Regions from separate parts of the Xenopus laevis genome. Here region 1 is linked to region 2. A link is a contact called in public Hi-C data. All regions are on one chromosome and are shown on one strand. The core of a region is the stretch at or near the end of the contact, and the rest is flanking DNA. Distances in the headings are between cores, read along the strand shown.

What was found. A called contact is a pair of places that touch in the nucleus more often than the background predicts.
Region 1: a contact with region 2 is called in a Hi-C map of the XL177 cell line, with 2.3 times the contacts expected there. The contact joins two enhancer-like sites. A contact is called at or near these places in 2 of 4 Hi-C or Micro-C datasets (the XL177 cell line and the XTC cell line).

Annotation. Positions count from the first base shown.
Region 1 is chr6L:93,154,497-93,160,289 of Xenopus_laevis_v10.1, forward strand. The region is part of intron 3 of fars2.L (phenylalanine--tRNA ligase, mitochondrial); the gene reads left to right. Among protein-coding and RNA genes, the nearest start is that of fars2.L, 48 kb to the left of the region's middle. Within about 2 kb of position 3,780, at least 1 of the 7 cell types and tissues checked has an H3K27ac peak or open chromatin away from gene starts, as enhancers often do.
Region 2 is chr6L:93,113,012-93,119,566 of Xenopus_laevis_v10.1, forward strand. All of the region lies in intron 3 of fars2.L (phenylalanine--tRNA ligase, mitochondrial), which reads left to right. Among protein-coding and RNA genes, the nearest start is that of fars2.L, 7.3 kb to the left of the region's middle. Within about 2 kb of position 5,195, at least 1 of the 7 cell types and tissues checked has an H3K27ac peak or open chromatin away from gene starts, as enhancers often do.

The DNA of each region.
Region 1 (5,793 bases), core at 2,530-5,029, 40 kb after region 2:
ACCTGAATTATACAGTAATAAAAATAAAATTATAATATTTAATTTATAAAGGGGGTTGGTTTTATGTATAAAGGTTTATTAGCTAACCATCTTTCACTGATCACTGGCGAATAATACTAAATATTTATACCTTTGTTGGCTTTCCCTTATATACTGTACAGAGACTTTTTATACTGACTGCCTGATTTATGTAAAACATTTAAGAAAGGTTTAGGAAGCCAACTCAAATTACACATTTTTGCACCAAAACATGTAGCCAACACATAATTATGATCTTTTATAATACATTTTAACACATGTAATGCAAGGTACTGGCTGCACCAATGTCCAGTAAAGGATATTACGGAGAGCATGGCTTTAATCAATATGTCTGTAAAGGTTCTCGTTCATTAAGGTCATGGCATTTCTATAGTAATAAGATAAATTAATTGGACTTGCTCTACTTTCTTTTTACTGGAAGACGTTTCGCTAGTCACCTGACTGGCTTTCTCAATTCAGAATTGAGAATTCTGAATTGAGAAATCCAGTTGGATGACTAGAGAAACATCTTCAAGGAAAAATAAATACAGCAAGTCCAGTTGATTTGGCTTTAATCAAGTTTAGCTAGAATAGAATAGGGGCAGATTGGAATAGCATACCAGTTAATCGCTGCCAACTTTTTTAAAAGCAGACCTCTTGTAATTGAGTATGCCTATGCATAGACAGCTGTATCATCTTTTAGACTAGAGCAGGGGTAGGCAACCTGTGGCTCTGGAGCCTCATGTGACTCTTCATCCTGCTTGCTGCGGCTCGTTTTTGCGGCTTTGCCTGTCACATCGTCTATACAGCCTTCACACATGCCACCAGCAGGTGCAAGGCCTGTAAAGATGTTAGATCAAAGAGAAACTCGGGACATATCAATACAAATCCGGGACTGCGGGTTGAGCTGTCAAAAGCGGGACTGTCCCACTCAAAAAGGGACAGTTTTACGTACAAACAGAAGACCAGTGTGTATGTGTAGGCTTAAACACTGAATAGCCTTATATAGATGTCCCAGGAGTGACAGATAAGACTGAGCCGCAGCAAGATGATTCATCATGGTCCTTACCATGGTCACACACTCAAGAGAGGGAAGCATGGAGCGTCCAAAACAGAAGTCACATTAAACAGATGAGAACACTAGCATTTAATAAGGCTATTCAGTGTTTAATTTATTTCAAAGTAGGCCTACACATACACACTGCACTTTTGTTTGTTGATACCCCTGAACAGTCCCGTCTTGAGCGGGACATTCCTGCTTTTGACAGCTCAACCCACAGTCCCACATTTGTATTGATATGTCCTGAGTTTCTTTTTGATCTCCTGCACTGAACTGCCAGAAAAATATACAAAGTTTCTAACTTAATTGGCTCTTGGCAGAGAGCCCAGAATACATACTTTAAGATACTTTTGTAAAAGTTTTAGATAAGTCACCACTTAAAGGGCAATTCACCTTCATTATCAAAACTGTAATAACATAAAAACCACAGAAATGTGTTCAAGCTCTCATAACCTGCCAAAATTTGTAAAATGGACACGATAATTAGGGGGTGTGGTCACAAAAATGGGTGTGGTCAACAAAATGTTGCTACGCGCGGCAAATCTTTTTGTCCCTCTTTCTGTTTCCAAAATTTTTTTTGTATTCTGTTGTTGTAACAGTTAAAATTAAAAAAACTGTTACCACTTTTAAAAGTTTATATTTTGCGGCTCCAGACTATTTTTCTTTAGCTGAAGAGGGGGCAAAATGGCTCTTTTGATAGTAAAGGTTGCTGACCCCTGGACTAGAAAATGCTCTGAGAGTGAAGACCAGTGTCTTCAGAATGCATCCTCCATATAAAAAAATGTGTATGCTTCATAGCATCCTCATGCAGCCTCATGAAAAACAAATATACTTTCGGATGTTTAGCAAATCCTAACAGTCTCGATTAAATTGTTTACATGCAGCTCCATGTGAATTAATAGAGATGTAATTTCTGGTTGACAGGTTGAAGTGGACTAGCTGCTGCAACTTATTGAATGTATTATGAATACATTGTAATGCAAAAATCCAACTAGCTAGGACTATCACTTTCCATATTTTTGGAACAGGTGTTTTGTGGAAGTATGATACCGCTGTAACTAGTTGGAGTTTATTGAAGCTTTGAAACCATAGTATCTATTGAAGTCCATTTACACCCCAGAAATGCACTGCAGTGCAATAATCCAACTAAACTGACCACACCTCTTTGGATAAGGTGTACCCACTCCTAGCACATCAATACAACATTTTTGTACTTAAAGGAAAACTATACCCCCCAAACAATGTAGGTCTCTATAAAAAGATATTGCATAAAACAGCTCATATGTAAAATCCTGCTTCATGTAAATAAAACATTTTCATATAAATATACTTTTCTAGTAGTATGTGCCATTGGGTAATCATAAATAGAAAATTGCCATTTTAAAAAATAAGGGCCGCCCCCTGGGATCGTAGGATTCACTGTACTCACAAATACCAACAAACCATACATGTTAGGTCACATCAGCCAATTAACAGACAGAGTTGTGTCTTTTGCTTCCACACTTCTTCCTGTTACAGTTAGAGTTGAAGTATTTCTGGTCAGGTGATCTCTGAGACAGCACAGAGACCATCACGAAATGGTGGCTCAAGGCAAGAGATGTAAAAGGGCAACATTTACTCAAATATATATTCCAGTTTGGTGAGATTCTTTAATATGCCACTTAATATGATATGAACTATCTGTTCGGGATAAAAAAACAACAAATTTTTCGAGATTTATTGTGCCCCGAAGCGACAAAAAGCCCAAATCCAAAGATACTCCAACTAAAACCTGTCAAGGTCATGTAGAAGTCCCTTGAACCCTACACCAACCCCCTGACTTAAACCACATATTCCTCCCCCACCCAACAGTACAAGGGACTCCAGTGTAGATGCTGCCCTAGGCCCAGCTCTCTGTTTTTAACTGACAACTTGAAGCCTCTGTAAGCCACCATGGGAGAAAAAAGCCCAATCATTTAATCTGGCTATGTTGAACATACTTTTATATTGACACCTTATTGAAACATTTTTAATTTTGAGTAAGGTGCTCTTTCCAGAAACATATCAGTTAGGACAGATCAGGATTTAATTTCAAACTGTTATAAAATATGTATCAAATGGCTTTGTTCTTGTAATAGAAGACAGCTGGAAAGTGTGTGATGAGGCAGTTCATTTCATATAAAATATTTGTGACATTCCTAATAGAAGCAGTACATCTTTGTTTTGTATTAAGCTGACCCTGCACAATGGATGGTCCCCTAAATGAAGCATTTAAAATGAAATACAATGTTCGTGATCAGAATAGAACGTCAACACAGCACTACCTAGAGAAGAACATTCAACAGCTATAAACTGGGTGTCTGGGTGCTTGCAGAGGTCTTCCAACAACCCATCCAGTGCTACATGGGCTTCCAACAAAGCCTTACTACCAGGCCAGCAAGTACAGGTGTGTTATAGCACAGCATTTCAACTCAAAGTGGAAAAAGTTTATGATGGTGCCTAACTTATCTCCCAGCCAGTATTTGTAGGGGTCCCAGGTACAACCTTACAACCAGACACAGCCCTTCTATAACATGTAGTATTGCAGCCAAGAGAAACTGTTCTTATTGCAGGGGTCTTTCTGGGGCTGCTGGTTGGTGTTGGAGGGGTTAAGGAGGGCAGTGAAACTCTAGTGTTTTTGTGCTCTCTGCAGGAGTTACCTGACCTTGGTGACTGCCCACTCACTTCTTGCTGAGGCAAGGCTTTCATCTTGTCATGGCAGGAGCGGCCCTGTGTGAATCTGTTATCCAGAAAGCTCTGAATTAACCGGAAGGCAGTCTCCCATAGACTGTTTTTTCCAAATAATTCATTTTTTAAAATTATTTCCTTTTTGTCTGTAACAACAAAAAATACCTTGTACTTGATCATTAAGAAGATATAATTAATCCCATTGGAGGCAAAACAATTCTATTGAGCTTTTTTAATGTTTAAATCATTTTTTAGTTGACTTAAGGTATGGAGAAATTATGGAAAGGTTCATTATCCAGAAAACCCAGGTCCCAGGCATTCTGGATAACAGGTCCCATACTTGTGTATGTGTATATATATATATATATATATATATATATATAATATGTGTATATATATATATATATATATATATATATATATATATATATATATATATATATATATATATATATATATATATATATATATATATATATATATGTGTGTATGTGGATATATATAAATATCTCCATACCTCCAACAGAATCAGCACTCACAGGACTTAAAAATAACAAACAAATTTATCTCAAAGCTACAGGCTGACGTTTCGGCCCCATCCAAGTCTTGTTTCAAAGTGCTAACAAAACAGTGAACTGAACTTGCCTTAAATCTACTTTTTGGCAAGGAAACAGTAATATAGGCAATGACGTATAAACATTAACCCGTTGTAAGACCAACATTTTTAAATAACACTATACATACATACATACAGTACATACAAACAGTTCTTCCTCACATACAAAGTTAAAAACCAGACACAAGATAGCAATATAAAACTAACTTAACTGTTACATATAAACTCAAACAGCATATTATTGTTATGGCACATTAATATAATAACCATGTAAGGCAATATTTATATAATGTATAAGATGAAGCTATCTGTAATATCAAAGCAAGGCATGACTGTGTATTACCTATTTTCATTTCTGTCTGTATATGAGCAGTAGTTCCTAGATCAGTAGATCATTTATCTTGCTGTGGGAGACTTGGCAATATGGTATTTATTTTAAAGGGATTGTGCCTTTGCAACTATAAATAGAATCCGTAATGCAGACCTGTGATTTCTAACACATCAACGCTTGCATTTATTGTATTTTTGTTTCTATTCTCATAGTTTTCACACTATAATTTATAAATAAAATGTATATACAACAAACTGCACATTGAACAGAAGGTGGGCATATAGCTTTACTGTATCCAGTAATTTCTACAGTTTGTTACAGTATCCAGCTCAGCTGCTATTCCATAAGTACAAGGAACAGTGAAACCATTAGAAAGTGTATTACATTAATTGTCTGTGAGAATGCCACCTGCTTTATCCTTCATCGTGCACCGCTTCCAGATTTTGATATGTGGTATTGATGCGGTGTCTTTTTACTTTGATGCGCCACGTGACGCCATTGTGTTTTTCAAATATTTAAAGCTGCAATGTACTTTTTCCAATCTCCCAATGTAGATCTATCTCCATAGTTCCTGGTGTGCTTAATCTTGGTCCTTGACCCTTGCCTGCCCCTGACTATTGATACTTTGCTGCCTGTACTGACCTCTGCCCTTTTACAGACCATTCTTCGGATTTTTATTTTGTACTGAGCTGCTGTTGGTTCTAACCCGGCCTGTGACTCTGACTCTGTTTCCTGATCTTGTACTACATTGCTTGATTTGTATCGACTGACCATTGACTACACTTCCAGTTCCCCTCCCTACTACTACTACTACTACTACTACACGTTCAGTTCCCTGTTCTGCTCAGAACTTTCTCCTTGGTCCTCTCACTATAAGACCTGGCGGCATCCAAGTAGCAGAGGGCTCCTCCCGTAGCAAAAGGCAGCTGTTATATGCTGAAGTGTGAGCCGTGACCAGGACCTTGGGGTTTGTTCTGGGGGGTTTGGGACACCCTACATTACATTGTCATTGTGCAGGGCTTTCAGTTAAGCTATACAGAACACAATGTATTGGGTAGGGTT
Region 2 (6,555 bases), core at 3,945-6,444:
CCCTTCCACTAAAGAAAGAGCTGCAAAACATAACACAGCTGATAAACTTTTAAAACTTTTAACCTTTTTTAATTCTAACTGTTACAACGATAGAATACAACAAACAAAAGTGCAGTGTGCATGTGTAGGCCTACTTTGAAATAAATTAAACACTGAACAGCCCTATTAAATGCTAGTGTTCTCATCTGTTTAAAGGCGAGGGCTATAGACGTCATTAAAATATGCGTCACATCCACATCTATAGCCCTCGCACCTGCTGCAGTTGGACTCTGTAGGCTTCTCTCTTGTCATAAGTGTGTGTGACCACGGTAATGACCATGATGAATCATCTTACTGCGGCTTGGTCTTGCCTTTCACTCCTGGGACGTCTGTACAGCTAACCTTTAGGGCAAGGCCAGATGCGTAGTTTTTACGTTGCGTTTTAAAAAAAAGCTCCATCAGACGTAAATACGCATAAACTGCACTACCACTGAAACTAATGGAAAACGCACTATGGTAATTCTGGCCAAAATCCACCACGGGACGCCAGTTTTGGCATTTTTCAGCAGAAATGCCAATACGTCAAGAAACTACCAATAGACTCTATGGGATCTGCACGTTTGAAACCACACTTTACGTAAATACGCAGCGTATTTTAAATATGGGGTCCAAATTCTCACAAGATAAGTGACGCATATACGTTTTTACGGCGTATTAGGCCGGTTACGTAATTACGTTGCGTATTGACAATCATTCTTGCTCCATTTTGCATGCAAATAGCTTGTCTACTTGGCTTGAATTCTTCCGAGATGTCTTCCTCCAAAGCCAGCGGAATTATGGGGAACAAGAACAATGAGAAGTGCATGTTGGGAAAAGAAACCTACATGCTGAAAAACACATGAAAAACGCATGTTGACGGTCACGTGTGGTTTCAGTGGCGTATTTACACCTGTCGGAGCTTTTGTAAAAATGCAACGTAAAAAACGCCACGTCTGGCGTTGCCCTTAGCTTACCGCGTCGCACACTCAGGAAGCCGCCAGCAGGTGCGAGGGCTGTATAGCCGACGTGACAGGCAAAGCCACAAGACCGAGCCGCAGCAAGCAGGGTGAAGAGCCGCATGAGGCTCCGGAGCTGCAGGTTGCCTACCCCTGTCTTAGAGGAAAGCTACACTAAACCATGTACATTTTCAGCTATTGTAGTAGGAATGGTGAATCAGTCTGGCAAATTGATGTATAAGCAGGAGACACCTTTCCCAAGGAGGTGAAAACCTATGAAAAATATTATAAGAGGCAGGAAGTAGGTTTACCTCAATGATCTGGGCATGATGGTTTAGTAATTTTATGAACATAAACTTAAAACAAAACCCTGTTTTCAGTCATTTGTGTGCTTACTAGTAAAACATGAAGCCAGAACTGTGCATTAACAATTCCTTATGAAAATTTAGCAATTTGGCCATATAAGTAGTACTTCCAATATATAGTAATTAGACTTGTGGTACACCACAATCCCCTTATACTATTCTAGAAACCCAAAATGAAGTATAAATTATAAACTAAAGGCTAAGAATGAAACAGCTTTATGAAACATGATGAGCATTCATAATTTGTGCAGGGTTTACACTAGTTAATGTACATGATGCTTAAAGGGGTGGTTCAAAAGTATACTTTTAGTATGTAATAGTAGGGCCAATTCTAAGCAGCTCTTCCATTGGTTTTCATTATTTATTTTTCATAGTTTTATAATTATTTGCCTTTTTCTTCTGATTCTTTCCCGCTTTCAAATGGGCATCGATGACCCTATCTAAAGAGCAAATCCTCTGGAATGCTGCAAATTTATTGTTATTGCTAATTTTTAATTTTCATCTTTCTAGTAAGGCCCTAATTTGGACCCTGGCTATCAGAAAAGCTAAATAACTAAAAAACCACAAATAAAAAATTAAAACCAATTGCAAATTGTCCCAGAATATCACTCTATACATCATTCTAAAAGTTATCTCAAAGGTTAACTACCCCTTTAAACTGATCCAGATTCATTCCTGTCATCTGTTTAACTTGTTGTTACCCATGGTCCGGCACTGAAAAAGCAGAACCGATGTAAAAATCTGGGGTCCCTCCCTGTTCCAAAGTCATATGTCAATTGTTCTTTTAGGGAAAGAGGGGTAATTAAAAAAAGTAAAACTGCACATTTATTGGTTTTACATGTAAAAGAATAAGAAACATAATGGAGAAGTACATGGCATTGAAATTCATATAACATTTGACAGTGGTTGATTTTGTAATACTGAGTACTGAGAAGTTACAGTATTCATTAGACAATGTGAATGTTTTGAAATTGGGAGAGGGGTATGTTTGCCACTCTGTTGGATCATCTCTTCTTTTAAAAACACTCAGTAAACATTCAGGAACTGCTGTAGTTTTAAGATTGAAATGTTGTCCCATTTCATGGTTGTCAGTATGCTGTGTACGTTCTTAATAGTTAGGTGAGAGAAAATATGTCAGCAACAAGCACCAGCTTTAGCCAGTCCAGACAAACTTTTCTGGATCTCCACCCTCCGAAGCCACTGGGATCCCAATGTTTTGTGGATTGTTGTGGTGCAGGAGGTTCTCAAAATTATCTGCTTTTGCTGACATCTCATTAAGTTGTTTTTTACTTAAGGTCAAGGCTTCCAGTACAGGTTTTATAGTAACTTCCAGCCTGGCCAAAAGGTTGTATACTTGCATGCCTTTTCTGCGTCGCCACTTATAACACCTTTTTGGTGGCTTTGATTCTTCCCATGCCTTCTGGTGGGGTAAGAAACTCCGATACCAAATCATGCGCAGGTTGTGAGGACTGCAGATTGTGGTAAAGTCTAGTATTATTAGGATTATCATTGTTTTTGTCCATAATTCACTGTGAGCCAAGTCGAAATTAGTTCATAAATTATCCTGAATTGTAAAAATTATTACTTTTGTAATACACTTGGTTGGCTAAATCCAGGTTACCTATATGTTAAGACTTTGGCCAAGTGATCAATACCTGAATGAACATTATTTGATATCAAGAAAGGCAACACTATCTGTCCTGGATATGGTTGCCAATTTGGCAACACACTCCATATTGACATCCAGTATCATGTTGTCCATGTGTCCATGGGCACGTTTAAATATGCCGTTAACTTGGTGGTCTTACTAGAGACCATGTCCCCTCATCACCCCCATCACTCCATCACTCTTGTGCATGATCACTTATACAATTAGTTTTGTTCTGGAAATCTCCCCTGTGGGTTATTGGGCCCAGGTGCAGTCAACCCCCCTGCTGTTATGCTGGTGCAATAACTGTACCATACTACAAAAGCTTACAAGCATGTTAATTGTTACTGAATAAAATAGCCAATAATGTGTGTGAAAGAGTTTGGGAACTTAGAATGTAAACTCAGCTTACATCAATCTTAGAATGTAAGTAAATATTGGATGTTTACTTTACATTTAATTTTCTGCTGGAAAAAAGGGGAGTTCCTTTTTATACCAACTGGACTTCTTGCAAGAAAACATTTATGGCTTTAATTAAGCTTGTATAAATAATGTGATTAAATAGACCGCTTTCTTAAATGAGTAGCTGGCTTTCCAAACAAATTTTCAGTGTAATTGGTTTTAAACAATTAATTGTTTTTTATCTTTGACCATTTTTCAAGATTTAGGTTTAAAAGAAGTCAGCAACATGTTTTAGTGACGTGCTACTAGGAAACACCAGAGGAAAAACTATTAAGCTTAATTATTAGAAAAAGAATAAAGAAAAAGGCCATTATTTCTGGTGTACTTTTTGAAAAGACTTGAACTTGCAAATGTTAAAAACTGACATAAAAGTCTGTATAACTAAAGTCCTTTTAAAGGTGAAGGAAAGGTCTTTTTACTTGGGGGTGCCAAATGTTAGGCACCCCAAGTGGTCGTATGTACTTACCTGAAACCCCAGGCCAGTGTACCTATTAGGAGAAAACTTCACCAGGCTGGGATTTTTCCAGCGAGCACCATGGAGCGACCATCTTCTGGTTCTTCTTTTCTCTTGTGGCTGCGCATGCGTAGTGTTGCAAAAAAGACGAACTTTAACTAAAAAGTCGGCTGTTTCGTTCTACTGTGCATGTGTCTGCCACAGGAAATTTGAAGATAGAAGAAGCCGGAAGGCGATTGTTCCGTGGTGCCTGCTGCAAGAATCCTGGGCCGGTGCAGATTTCTCCTGATAGGAGCACTGGCCCAGGGTTTCAGGTAAGTACATGCAATCACTTGGGGGTGCCTAAATTTTGCCATCCCCAAGTAAAAAGACGTTTCATTCTCCTTTAAAGTTTAAGATGAAACTACAATCTTGTAGTGCCTTCCCTGCCTCTATGCCTCAAGCATTTCAGTTACTTTTACATACCATTTTGTGCTTCATAGTGCCACTGTAGCCCGGGCATGGGGATGTGCATCAGGTCCTGCATTCTAGTGCATAAAAAAGATTTTGGAATGATGCCTTATTTTGTTTGTTAGAAAAGGATTTGGCATTATTTCTTTGGGTGTCAGATCCCCTTTAAATATACAGTACTAGGACTAAATCCCCGAAGTCTGTACTGGGAGTCCCCCCCGGGTTATATTTATTTGACAACTGTGGTTTGCTTGGCCTTTATTAGCACTTAGCTTTAATAAACCACTGGTCCCCTCTGGTGTGTGTTGGCTATTGCGGAGGACAGAGGTACAAAGTATGCACAGAAAGTTAAAAATAAATACTATGTTAAGACAAAAATCTGTCTAAGTTACATTTAATAGGTAATTGTACCTATCCAATATACAAATTCAATTTAAGAACGTAACCTGGGGACTACCTGTACCTTTCTCCAAATATTTCTTTATTGCAAATTTTGTTTTGAAATAACCTACAGATTTTTACTGAGGAGTCTTTATTGCTACTTTTCTACCACTGCAGATTACTCCACATAAACTTAACAAATGTGTCCAGAGTCGTTGGATAAAAAAATCGTTACTTTCTCATGTCACTCTGTGTTCGTGGTGAGCAGAATTGATTACATACCCTAAAATTTCTGTTTCATTTAACAAAAATAATGTTGTGCCATTGATTTCCAATTCAAGGCCTCGTTAGTGTTTGACATTATTTGTCAGCTGCTTAGTAACAGATTATAGTGTGTCATTAAAATCCCTTTTGAGATTTGTGTGATTTAATGGTAGGCCAGAAGTTTGATAGCAAAGCGATAAATGCATTATACTTGTACACAAGCATAAGTGTGTTAATAGAAAAGTTAACTGTATGTATAGTAGGACTGCCAGCCTATGCATTTATGTAAAGTAATAGTGTGAATACCAAAGCACTCTTCATTAGCATTTTTATCTTAGTAAACACCCCCCTCACACACACAAACAGTTTCAGCCTAAAGGAATATATGTTGAATTTAGTGGGAAGTTATACTGTTCTGGGTATGTGTACATATAGTAGTTCTTTCACAGACTCTATGCTTGTAAACCTGTTTGTAGGGTGTATCTTCCAATTTACCTTCACATAGATAAAATATATTATTAGCTTACAGAGTATTCCTTTCCACATTATGCATTTGTATATCCACGTGAACTGGATGACATTTCCATAGATAATAATACATATGCAGTTTAAGTAAACAGAAGGTACTTTTTGTGTTTCTGAGCCATGCAGCATGGCAGATAACATGCATAGATGAAAATATGCAGAGAAGGAATGCATAAAAAGTCTGGACTCAATTCGATTAAGTCTGGGACTAGACCTTGTCTTCTGCAAACATCTTAAAGCAGGGCAGCCATCAAGGGGGGGACGGGGGAGAGTTGTAGGGGGCCCGAGGGTAAGGGGGGCCCGGCCACACCACACTTACTTGATTAGCCTGGCCCCCCATCTTTCTGAGAGCTGCTGACTTCAGGAAGGCATGGATGTTTAAGGGGCCCTGGCCACCAATTTTCTTATAATGTGTGGGGAGGGGCCTGGCCACCAATTTTTTTCTCATGTGGGGTCATGGACGTTTAAGGTGCCCTAGTCACCAATATTTTTTAATGGGGGGGCCCTGACCACCAATATCTTTTTATTTTGTATTAACATGTGGGAACCCTAGCCACCAATTTTTTTGTTTTACTGTGTGGTGGGCGGAGCCCAGGAGGCCCAGGAAATGTTGTCGTATGGGGCCCTGCGATTTCTGATGGCGGTCCTGTCTTAAAGTCATACTGACACGCAGGGCCGCCATCAGAAATTACGGGGCCCTGTACAGTAACAGTTTCTAGCCCCCCTGGTCCACACCCGAGCCCCACCCCACGCCACAGCAAAAAGTCCACACAGACATCATTGCTAAAAGCGGTAAACCCCCCCCCACTCACAAATTATAAAAAGCCATTGGTGGTCAGGGCCCCTTATAAGTTAAAAAAAAAAATTGGCAGCCAGGGTCAACATAAAAGTTTTTTAAAAAAATCATTGGTTGTCAGGGCCCCCCTCCCTATAAGATAAAAAAAATTGGTGCCAAGAAAAGTGTAGCACAGCCAGGCCCCCCTGGAGGCTCGGGCCTGGTATATTTGTACCTCCTGTGCCCCCGTGATGGCT